Linked DNA regions of Mus musculus: all the other regions are linked to region 1. Evidence: chromatin contacts called from public Hi-C and promoter capture Hi-C data. All regions are on one chromosome and are shown on one strand. Each heading gives the region's core, a stretch centred on a gene start, on an enhancer-like site or on the middle of the called end of the contact. The rest is flanking DNA. Distances are from core to core; before and after follow the strand shown. Region 1 holds the start of Mtmr9 (myotubularin related protein 9). Region 2 holds the start of Ccdc25 (coiled-coil domain containing 25). Region 3 holds the start of Kpna3 (karyopherin (importin) alpha 3).

The links. Promoter capture Hi-C pulls out the DNA fragments that hold promoters and counts their contacts. A called contact is a pair of places that touch in the nucleus more often than the background predicts.
Region 2: a Hi-C map of CD8 T cells shows a contact between it and region 1, with 5 times the contacts expected there. The contact joins the promoter of Ccdc25 here to the promoter of Mtmr9 in region 1. A contact is called at or near these places in 1 of 39 promoter capture datasets (neutrophils), 3 of 484 Hi-C or Micro-C datasets (CD4 T cells and CD8 T cells) and 1 of 9 other capture datasets (adipose tissue).
Region 3: a promoter capture Hi-C map of liver shows a contact between it and region 1, with 5 times the contacts expected there. The contact joins the promoter of Kpna3 here to the promoter of Mtmr9 in region 1. A contact is called at or near these places in 4 of 39 promoter capture datasets (hippocampal neurons, liver and pre-B cells).

What each region holds. Positions count from the first base shown.
Region 1 is chr14:63,542,324-63,546,071 of GRCm38.p6, forward strand. It overlaps Mtmr9 (myotubularin related protein 9), which reads right to left and starts at 1,630. Exons shown (of 10, transcript NM_177594.1): 1 at 1,135-1,630; 2 at 25-133. The coding sequence starts at 1,316.
Region 2 is chr14:65,835,456-65,839,203 of GRCm38.p6, forward strand. Ccdc25 (coiled-coil domain containing 25) reads left to right here and starts at 1,847. Exons shown (of 9, transcript NM_145944.5): 1 at 1,847-2,029. The coding sequence starts at 2,002.
Region 3 is chr14:61,438,264-61,442,011 of GRCm38.p6, forward strand. It overlaps Kpna3 (karyopherin (importin) alpha 3), which reads right to left and starts at 1,684. Exons shown (of 17, transcript NM_008466.5): 1 at 1,460-1,684. The coding sequence starts at 1,528.

The DNA.
Region 1 (3,748 bases), core at 380-2,879:
GAATTTTGCCTGCAGCATACTTACCTCAATGGAACTGGCTATATTTAAACACTCCTCCATTCCAGGAATATCCAACTGAATGATTCGGAAATCTTTACATTTTATGATGATGGTACCCAGAGAGCCCACAAATCTGTAAGAAATTACATGAAATCATGAAAATGGTAAGAAAACTAGTGAGGACAGTAGGTGAGAACCAGAACACAGAGAACCAGGGATTCAGTCTTTATCATGCAGGCATGAGAGACCATTGAATACATTTATGCAATAAAGATGAACTGAGGAGTCTAGTAGTCTGCTGATGGTATCTTGTACACAGATACACACATACACACATAAGTAAAAATAAAAAATTTAAAGTGATGGAGTAGGGAAATAAAGATGAATTAGTTCCTATGTTCCTTTAGAGCCAGCCCCTTTCTTTTCACAAGAAAAACTGAATGTTAAGGGCTAATGATTACCCTCAGTGGGAAGTGATCATTCCAGAGAATAAGTAAGATGCAATATGATAAACTCAGTCTTCCCTAAATGAGCAGGGGTGTAAAATTTGTCATCCACCTGCATCGGCACTCCCCATCAGCTATTACAGGGGTGCACCTTACCGATTTTAAAACGTTTTAAGGAGAGACTAAAATGCATATGCATATATATGGAAAAAATGACAGTGTACTCAGTTAAATACTATGGCCAGGCATAGCGGCCCATACACACACAACTGTAATTCCAGCACTTACTTGGGAGGCTGGGGCTGGAGAGTTGGAAGTTCAAGACCGGCCTATGCTGCAAAGGGCTGAGCATGCCTATTTAAAAACGAGATCGTGGGGGAGGGGTCGCTTTAAATTGTATTGAATCATAACTTCGTGAAGTCAGATTAACAACAACCAATAATTCAAGAAATGTGGTGGAAGAAATTTTTTTTTTACAAAGAACATTTAAAAATACGCCCAAATGCTGTTCAAAATGACCACTACGACTCTGAGACCTTAGCCTGGGGATGCCAGGTGGCCAGTGCAGATAGATCTAGGCCCCAGAAGGCTCATTTGGCTGGCTGAGCCAGGATACCCATAAAAAACCACCTGAAAGCGTCTGTTCCGTTCCAGGCTCCTCCGGGACCTGGGTGTGGTGGGCGCTCACCGTTTGTCGATGGCGTCGATATTTGAATGGAGGAGCCAGAGCTCCTCCGTGTTGTCCTGCCGGGAAGACAGGATCAGGTGGTGGCCTGTCAGACACAGGGTCCCTTCCACGGCGGTGTAGAAAGGCCGGTGCAGCACCACATTGTCTACCCGTGGGGTTTTAATCAGCTCCGCAAACTCCATATTGGGCGCAGCCTAGGGGCGGGAGGCCCAGTCCCGCAGGTGCCCGGCGGTTAATCCGCAGACCCGGACGGAGCCCCGGCTGGGCGGGCCCGGGAGGTCGAGCCCCGCCCCGGCTGGGCGGGTGCGCCAGGGCCTGCGGGCACCGCCCTGGCCGCTTCTCCAAGTCTCTTCCGCACCACTGGCCGGGACTCGGTCGCAGAGAAGGCTTCCCGCCAGGCCCTGCACTCCCCGCTGCCACCGGCGTCTGACGGGCGGGCTGCGGAGGAGACGGACCCGGCGTCGGGGCAGCAGCATCCGAGCCCGAGCAGCCAGGGACTTCTGGCGGAAGTAGCTGCTGAGCGTTGCACCCGGCAGGAACTCCTGCACAATTAGAGGGACTCGAGACTCGGAAGACATAGAAACCGGACCGGAAGTTGGTACTTTGCTAGATCCGGTGGAACACAGCCAGAAACAATGACTTTATGGTCCTACAATGGAAAAACAAAACAAAACAAAACAAAACCAACCAAAACCTCTTTCACCTTCTACCGCCGCAATCCTTGCCCTTCAAATATTCCTTATCGGAAAAGGCGAGACGAGAAGACGTCGCTGACCTGCCAGCCTCCACATGAGTGCTGTCCCTCAAGGGCTCTTCGTTTGCGCTACCTGGTAGTTGTCTCATGAATTGGTCACGAAGAGATGTCAAATGTAGGATGGAAGCGGAGGTTGTGATCGAAAAGTAGCATCTTGGTGTCTGGAAGAGACATGGGACAATCTATGCTTTAGACTCTTTGAGAGCGCCATGACTTTAACCAAGAACAGCATATTCTAAAAGGATGGAAAGAGAAACTGACTAATCCTCGCCCTGCGAAAGGACTCTAGTGTCTTCAGAGATAGTTCAGTTAATCTGTAGCAAAGCCTGAAATCAAGACCTTGGTATATTGGTCACGACTTCATAGTATCCCGGCTAAGTACAGTCTAGCTGAACTGCTCACGGACACTGCAATGACAGAGTTTTGCTGTTGTAATTTCCCTCTTCTTTTTTTTTTTTTTTAATTTTTTATTAGGTATTTTCCTCATTTACATTTCCAATGCTATCCCAAAAGTCCCCCATACCCCCCCCCACTCCCCTACCCACCCACTCCCACTTTTTGGCCCTGGCATTCCCCTGTACTGGGGCATATAAAGTTTGCAAGTCCAATGGGCCTCTCTTTCCAGTGATGGCCGGCTAGGCCATCTTTTGATACATATGCAGCTAGAGTCAAGAGCTCCGGGGTACTGGTTAGTTCATAATGTTGTTCCACCTATAGAATTTCCCTCTTCTTGCTTTCTATCCCTCTACTTTATCCCAGAATAAGAATTATGTTTGAGTCCTGGCCTGCTTTTACTGTGTTAGCAGTGAAAATTCTCACCACCCAGTCAGTGTCTACGAACAGCAAGGTAGCTGACTTCAGAGTGTGCAAAGTGAAGTTGACCAGATTGCACAGTGTTTGTCCTTGATTTTGTTCTTGTCTTTTCTAAAAACCTTCCCTTCCTAAATCACTCACTCCTGCGATCCAGTTTATCTGCAAAAGGAAAACAACCAGCAATGGATGCTGATGGACTGAGGTGAAGTAATGTGGAGGTGTTTTCCACACCGGATTTGTTTACTTTCCTTCCTCACTTGACTCATTGTATTAACTACAAATTGTGGAATGGAAAACTTTTAATCTGAAAAATAATGAAAAGTTATACAGAGAAAAAAATGAAAGTAAAGCCTTGAAGGGTAAGGCTCCCCGAATGGAAGATATCCAAGGAAGAACTTAGTGTCCAATTTAGTATATGCTAGAAGATAGAAAGTCTCCATGGATTCTGTGGCCCTTCTGGTTTTCTTGAAAATAAATTATGAAAACGTTATTTCATTAAGTTAAAATGTTTCATGCTCTATAAAGTCATAAATTAGGATTTTTTCCTTTTATTTGTTTTTTGCCAAGAGAAAAAAATTAGGTATCTTCTGAGTTGTTATAATGAAGTACCAGAAACGATTAGGAAATTAAATCACCAGTGATTTGAAGTTCAAAGCGTAGAAAGTTCACTAGCGCTGAGAAAACCAAACTTAGTAGTTAGGAATAAAGCCTGAGTAAAGAGCAAGAAACAGTTCCCCACATAAGCAGTAGGTGGCGGTAGAATTCAAAGTCAATGGGATATGCCTCTATTAAAATAATCCAATGATGTAGTCAAATATTAACTGTCCAAACAGTCAAGAAATAAGGGCCTCAGGGGATTCTGATAAGCCAAGAAAATAATAAAATTTATAATGTGTACAATGGATTTACTTAAGGACTATAAAGATAGCTCAATGGGTGCCTTAGCATTCTATTGTGAAGAGACACCATGACCACAGCAACTCTTTTTTTTTTTTTAATTAGATATTTTCTTAATTTACATTCTAAATGTTATCCCCTTTCCAGGTC
Region 2 (3,748 bases), core at 597-3,096, 2.3 Mb after region 1:
CTTTCAATGTCTAGTTCTAAATAAGTCTAAGCGATGGATGTCCTTCTTCATAGAACAAAGCTGGCTGGAATGAATTGACAAATGGCTAACATATTATTGGCTATTTGCAGGAATCATGAGTGAGTCAGCTACTCTTTTACAAGGTAGAATAAGGTTTCTACTAGGCAATGGTAGAACAGTATGTTTTGTTGAGGAAGATGTCTTTGAATCGGAGGCCTCACTACTTCAAACTCTGCTACAACTCTGCCTCCTGTTGTAATAGGGCCCAGACCTTAACAGAACTGACTCCATGATGAAAGTGTCATTCAGGCTATAAAACTCAGCACATAGACCTGTCAAAATGAAAACAAAGATCTAATCCATCAGAGTCCATAGTTCTGGGAAAGTCTCTAAATGCACTAAGCTTGCTTTCTGACTTCTGTAGTTCTTGTTAACTGAGGAATGTCAACCCAGAACATGTTTTTTTGTGTGTTTAAAAGCTCACCCTGAGGAAAGACTGAGAAAATGTTGCACTGGGATCCCAAACATCCAGTGTAGTATCCGGCCAACTAAAAAAGACTTTCTATTGGTTTAAACCCATGTTGGAGCAGTCTTCTCTGGTGGATAGCCTACAACATTGACCAGCACCAGGAAACCCAGAATGATAGTGGGTTTTGTAAAGTGAAAGAATTAGAACAATAGTGGAAACTGCTTAGTGGGAGACTCTGGCTAGTTTCTTCTTTTGAGAGAGTTAAAGCCAAAGAGGGGACATTTTTACCATCAGGTTCTACTTGCCTAGAATTTCCTGCTCTATGAAAGACTAGGCTCTCCAGGGACGGTAAAACTCCTTTTCTGTAGCCCTTTTGTGTGGTCTGACTTTTGGAGCTTGTTGGAGGGATACAGCCCGAAATGGACTCTCATATTTTTTCTTTATCAGAAATAAGAAAAACTTCCAAGTCAAACCTAGGAAGGCTGTGGAATTTTGTAAATTTATAGCAAGAGGTTCTGAACTTCAGAAGTTTGGTATTTGTTCAGTCTTGTAGGTAATAAGGAGCAGACATTAGATTTAAAGGAACAAAAAATAGCCCTACTCGGAATCCCAAAAAAGGAGAGTGTCTCTGGGTAGTAACAGTAACAATTCATTTGAGAACCTTCTGTCCTCGATGCAATTTAGTTCATTGTTTGACTGGGCAAGACAGTGCAGCATTTCTTCCATCTTGTATTCTTGCTGAGGCCATCTCAGGCTTAGATAGGGTTTGATGAACATTACCTAACTCTATTCTGACTAGTTTGGTCAAGTCAACAAACAAAAAACACAACAAAACCCTCACCTATGTCAAGTAATGGGAGAATGAGTTTATTTAAAAATTGGTTCTTGGGGCTGGTTAGATGGCTCAGTGGGTAAGAAAGAGCACTGACTGCTCTTCCGAAGGCCCGGAGTTCAAAACCCAGCAACCACATGGTGGCTCACTATCGTCCGTAATGAGATCTGATGTCCTCTTCTGGTGTGTCTAAAGACAGCTACAGTGTACTTACGTATAATAATAAATAAATCTTTTAAAAAAATTGGTTCTTACTGAGTGCCTCCTGAGGAAATGGTTACAGGGACCCTTAACCATGCATGAAAAAGGCAGTTTCTGCACGCATGGAGCCCATATTGGGTTGAGTGGGAAGACATAAAAAGCGATGACCAACTCTCGTGTCCACTTAGTAGAGCCTCTGAAAATAAAGTCTGCCCTTAGTATTTTTTCTTTATGACTTCAAACAAGATGTATTTCCCCAGCTAATTTCTTTCAACCAGACGCTTGAGCGGAATCCTCAAAATCCCCGGGACACCTGCTCTTCCGCCAACACCCTTCCCTTCGCCAGGACTAAAGATGGCGCTGACAGGACGGCGTTGTGACGCGACGGCACGTCCGCCGGAAGTGTCCTGAGGAGAGCCTGGAAGCCGGCTCACCCTCGCGCCGGCGGTATCTCAAGCTTCGCGTTTTGAGTAGGAGTCGCCACTCTTCTACCAGGATCATGGTGTTCTACTTCACCAGCAGCAGCGGTGAGTGACGCCGGGGCCCCTGCTTCCAAAGCCGGCATTCCCCAGCCGCCGCGCTGGGCTTGGACTTAGTCCTGAACCGCGTCCTTCCGCGGGCACCTCTCCCAGAGCCTTCTGGTTCCCTGCTTGGCCGTCCCCTCGGCTGCCTGGTCGTCCCCTGGCCCCGGTGGTCGCGGCGGGAATGCGCCCCCGCTTTCTTTATACCCGGTAATCATTCTCGTCCCCACTTGACAGACCCGCCAACGCTTCCTGGACGTGTGTGCGTTCCAGCCTAGTCCCCCACGTCCCCGTCGCAAGCCTTTGCCCTAGCGTTCTGCCCGCACCTTGGAGCGATGCTTGACCAGTGCGACAGGTGCCAGCAGATGTCTCCTGCAGGAAGAGTAGCTTGCCCTCCTACGCAGGGAGGGCCTGGGGTGCCGCGGAGAGCAATCGGAGGGCTGGAATGTTAGTACAGCCCCTCCCTGGGCAGAGGTGATGGTCCAGTGGACGTCTGCTAAGGCTACTGGGTTGGTTTTGGAAGGCCAGAAAGAGCTGTTTCGGTTTCCAGGAAATGCCGCGTCAACTTAGTTTCTCTGCCCATATTGTCCAGAATCAATTTCTAATTTTAAACTCTCACCCCATTAAAATAGCGCTTGCCTTTTTGAAGACACTGTGTGAGACCCAGTTTCCTCGTCAAGATAAAATATGCATTTCTTTCTGGACCCCCCTTAACATTCCTTTAGGACTGCTCTCATGTGGTATTAAAAGGTGTCTGCTTGAGCTACCGGGCAGGTCTCTTGAGGGGCAGTCTGTCTTGTCTCCTTAGCATAGTGCCCTACTTACACAGTTGGCTGCTGTGTTGATTTTTGCCCCTTCTTGAGACAGTGAGTGGCTCAGGTTGCTTCAAACATAGACTCTCCTGCCTGAAGGCTCCCTGACGTTGGCATTACTTTCTAGGTCCCCAGATCTGGAGTTATTGTTTGGTGGTTTTGTCTCTTAGTACTTTTTAGTTTGTTTATTTTTGAGACAGGATCTCATTATGTAGCCCTTGGCTGGCCTAGAACTCACAGTGTAGATCAGGCTGGCTTTGAATTCATGCTACCCTCTGCTCTGCCTCCCCAGTGCCGGGATTAAAGGCATGTACTACCTAGCCTTTCATGATACTTTTAACTGAAGCATTATTTTGTGAAGCGTCCTTCAGTGTGAGGTGTTTGTTTGTTTTTCTTTTTTGTAGCCATGCTACTTCTAAAAATTATTTTATGTCTGTAGGTATTTTTCCTACATGCGCATCTACATACTACTTGTGTGCCTAGTGCCTATCAAGGCCAGAAGAGGATGATAGATCCCCTGGAACTGGAGTGACAGACAGTTGTTTGAGTTAGAGTGTTTGTCTAGTATTCCTGAAGTCTGGGGTTTGATCTCTAATACCACAGAAACTGAGTATGTGGTCCACTCCTGGAATCCTGTGATCCAGGAGGTGGGGGCAGAAACTCCCTGGCCTTCTAAATGTATGGTCCCTTGGTCCCTCCCTCCACCCCTCCTCTCTCTCTCTCTCTCTCTCTCTCTCTCTCTCTCTCTCTCTCTCTTGCATTTTTCGAGACAGGGTTTCTCTGTGTAGCCCTGGCTGTCTTGGAACTCACTCTATAGATATAGACCAGGCTGGCCTCGAACTCAGAAATCCGCTTGCCTCTGCCTCCCGAGTGCTGGGATTAAAGGCGTGCGCCACCACCGCCCAGCGAATGT
Region 3 (3,748 bases), core at 434-2,933, 2.1 Mb before region 1:
CAAGAGAGATGAGACTACACACACACACAGAAAAATTACTGGTAAAAAGAGATCAAAACTAAGTCTTATCAAAAAAAAAAAAAAAAAAAAGACTGATGGCTGTTCCATTTGCTAGGTTTCACTTTTGTTTGGAAGTAATTTTCAAAAAGAAACTTACACGTGATCAGGACAGAGATGGAAGGCCTATAGTCTCACTCAAGTGGGAATTCCACAGATATTCCCCCAGGTTTTTTCCAATTCACACTTAACTGTGTAGCCCTGAAAAATGGCCCAGCTTCCTCTGCTTCTTAGCCAAACCAAACCCTGTATTTACTAACTAGCCTCTTACCAAAAACTATTGGACTATACAAATCATATTCCCTACTATTAGAATAGAGAAAAGGGGATGGGCTTAAAACTATTTCCCCCATCAAATCCAGAGGTTGGGTCCCAGTGAAGTTTGTGCTATTACACTTCATTGGTTTTAGTAGGAGCAGTGAGACCTCTAGCGCTACCTCAATAAGCAGAGTTTGCAAATAGTAGCTGCTAATGTCACCTTAATGAGACAATGGCAACATGCTGAGTAGCAGCAAACTGAGTGACCACAATGAATGTTTACAGTTTTGCAACCACTTGGAAAATCTACTAGCTTGGTGGCATGTGGTATATACAAGGACGTAGGAATCTTATGTATCCAATTTATTTCTGCAAAACAGGTGAAAGAAATTATTTTCCTATTATTCACACTTCGACTCCAAGACGAGCTTTAAAAAAACAAAAAACAAAACACAACAAACAAACAAAAAAAAAAACCCAAGATCAGAGGTCTGCACAACCTCCTTCCCAAAGCTTCAACACAATAGATGGTAAACTATTGTCCACCTTTAGCTCGCTCTAAATGCCAGCAGTCACAGGGGTATGAGCTGCAACAGCTCGGGAAGACTGGTCCAAAGGACCGCACTGGAATATAAGAAAATGGTCTTGGCGCATCCTACCCTCCCCCATCCACCACCCTCAAACAAGTCAGTTACCCGGCTGGTCCCCACCCCCCTCTGAGGGCTGCCACCGCCCGCCTGGGCCCGGCTCGCACAAGGTAAGCGCGGGGACCGAGGCTCCATGTGCGGCAGCGCGGGAGGCTGCACCGGCTGCGGACACGAGCGGCGGCGCGGCCCGGCCCCGGCGGTGCGGGTGGCACGCGGGCCGGCAGCATCCCGGTCCGTCCTCCCGCGCGGCCCGCGGACCCCGCCTCGGCTCCACATCCCTTCCCCTCCGACGCCAGGCCGCGCCCGCGCAGCGGGGCCGAGCGCTCAGTGGTCCCAGGTGCCGCGCTAGTCGCTCAGAGGGCGGCTGCTGCCCGGGCCGCGGCGCCCCGAGGCGGCGGCCAACTCCGACTGACCGCCAGCCGGCGAGAGCCAGCGGCCGCGGCCCCCGCCCCTCCCCTCCCAGCCGCCCGGCCCGGCCGGCCCCGGAGCACACTCGCCTCCACATCGCGGCCCTTGTTCTTGAAGCTCTTGATGCGGTGGTTCTCCAAGCCGGGGTTCTCGGCCATGGCTGCGCGCGGCTCCGGAGGCGTCTGCTCCTGCGGCGGCGGCGGCGAGTCGAGCGGGAGGGGACGAAGGGGGAGGAGCGCGCGCTCCGTGACGCCTGGAGCGCGAGGTGGCCGCGGCGCGGGGGCGGCGCTGAGGAGAGGCGCGCGCCGGAGAAGGCCAGGGCGCTGGCCTGCCGGCTGTCGCGGTGACCCTGCCCTCACCCCTTCGTAGGGCCTCCCCACAGCCGCTAGTCATGTGCTAGAAATGGAGCCCGACCTAGTCGCTTTTACCGCCACCGCTGAAGCGGGGCGGAGGGCGGAAACTACAGTTCCCAGCATGCCAGGCGCGGGTCTGAGCCACGCCGTGAGAGGACGAGAAGCATGCCGGGAGGGCTGTGCGCGCGCTTTCGGCTCGGCGCTCTCTGAGCGCGGGCTCGAAGCCCCACCTCTGGGCGGGGTGGTGGGCGGGGAAACTCTGGAGATGGCACCTTGCGGCCTATCGGGAGAGAGAGGCGGAGCTTCGGGGGCGCACCTTGCTCCCTACAGCTTGGAAAATTAGAAAAAGAACGGCCACGCGTGCTTTGCGCTTTTGGCTTCTTTAGGGTCTCCTCAAATAGCAGCCACCCTCAAACCCTGTTCTTTTGCTCTGCTTCGGTTTTATAAATAGCACGCTTGTTTCCACTCCACAAATACATGTGAGTGTGATGTGTGTGTTTATGCTTGCTTCTTGCACCTCTATTAAACTCAATGAGAACAGAGACATTGTTGGTCTCAAAAATCTGTCAGATCAAAACAGTAACTAGTAAATTCTCATTAAAAAAGAAAATGTGTTCTAGTATCCCCTGATTTCTCCAAGCATCCTTGTGCAGCCTTCACTTTGGCAGCCCTACCTTTCTATGACCCCATGCCTTAGTCCACCTTAACACACAATGTAACCTTCAGGCAGTTAATCAGACCCTAGGGCTGCAGACTCCAGACTGCCATCTCCCTTTAGCTTCTCATTGGAACAATAACAGGTTTTGGTTGATTTGGGTTGGTTGGTTGTTTTGTTTTTTGTTTTGCTTTTGTTTTTACAGCAGGTGGACTTTATTTGATTATTATCTGAGACTATTACATTTCAGAATTGTCTTAATTAGGGTTTCTATTGCTGTAAAGAGACACCATGATCATGGCAACTCTTATAAAGGAAAACATTTCATTGGAGCTGGTTTACAGTTCAGAGGTTCAGTCTATTATCATCATGGCAGGAAGCTTGGAGGTATGCAGGCAGACAGTGCTAGAGAAGGAGCTGCGAGTTCTACATCTTGGTCCGCAGGCAGCAGAAAGGGACTGTGCCCCAGGAGGGACCTAGCTTGAGCATAGGAGACCCAATGCCCACCCCATAGTGTCATATTTCCTCCTAATACTGCCACTCCCTATGGGCCAAGCAATCAAACACATGAGGCTAGGAGGCCATTCCTATTCAAACCACCACAAGAATCTTCTGCCAATATAAGCTTATGTGAAGTGTTATGCTACATACGATCAAAATAAGCCAGGTCAGAGTTTGGTAGAAATATACCATAAAGAACTCAGTTAAGACAATCTTCAGAAGAAGAGGAACCTGAAAGTCAAGAGCTGGCAGCTGAAAGACCAAGCTATCACCCAAATGTGTTTTGTGAGTGGCTGGTTATGGTCAATTGATAAGTACAGAAAAGGATTTAGACCATGTTTGCCCTACTGGAGTATGGTCTACTAATGCCAGAAGTGTTTTCTCGGGGAAAAAAAAAAACGAAAACAAAAAAAAAAAAACATAAACCTGCATTTTAGTCTCCGTATTTTATTTTATTTTTTGTTTGTTTGTTTGTTTGTTTTAACTATTTTAATTGTACTCCTTACCCACTTCAACCCCACCACACCACACCCCCTTTTCCTTTCTTTTTCTTTCATTCTTAAAATAAAATTCGTCCACATTTTTCACTGGACTTCAAGCCCTCAGTGATTCTGGTCTGACCACTCATTTGAAGGAGACAAAACAAAACAAAAAAGTACATAAAAAACCTCACCTGTCACTTGGCATAAGGATAATGGCTCAGTGTTCAGTGGTGGAACTTTTTGTTTGCCACTCTTAATTGCCTTGCTTGACTAAAAGAAAAATGTTCGCTGTTGCTCCACTTCGATTATAATTTGGCAGGTATTCCTTTGTTGGCTCACCTGATCCTCTCTGCCACTTCTCTTAGCATAGCATCACACAAGTAGGAC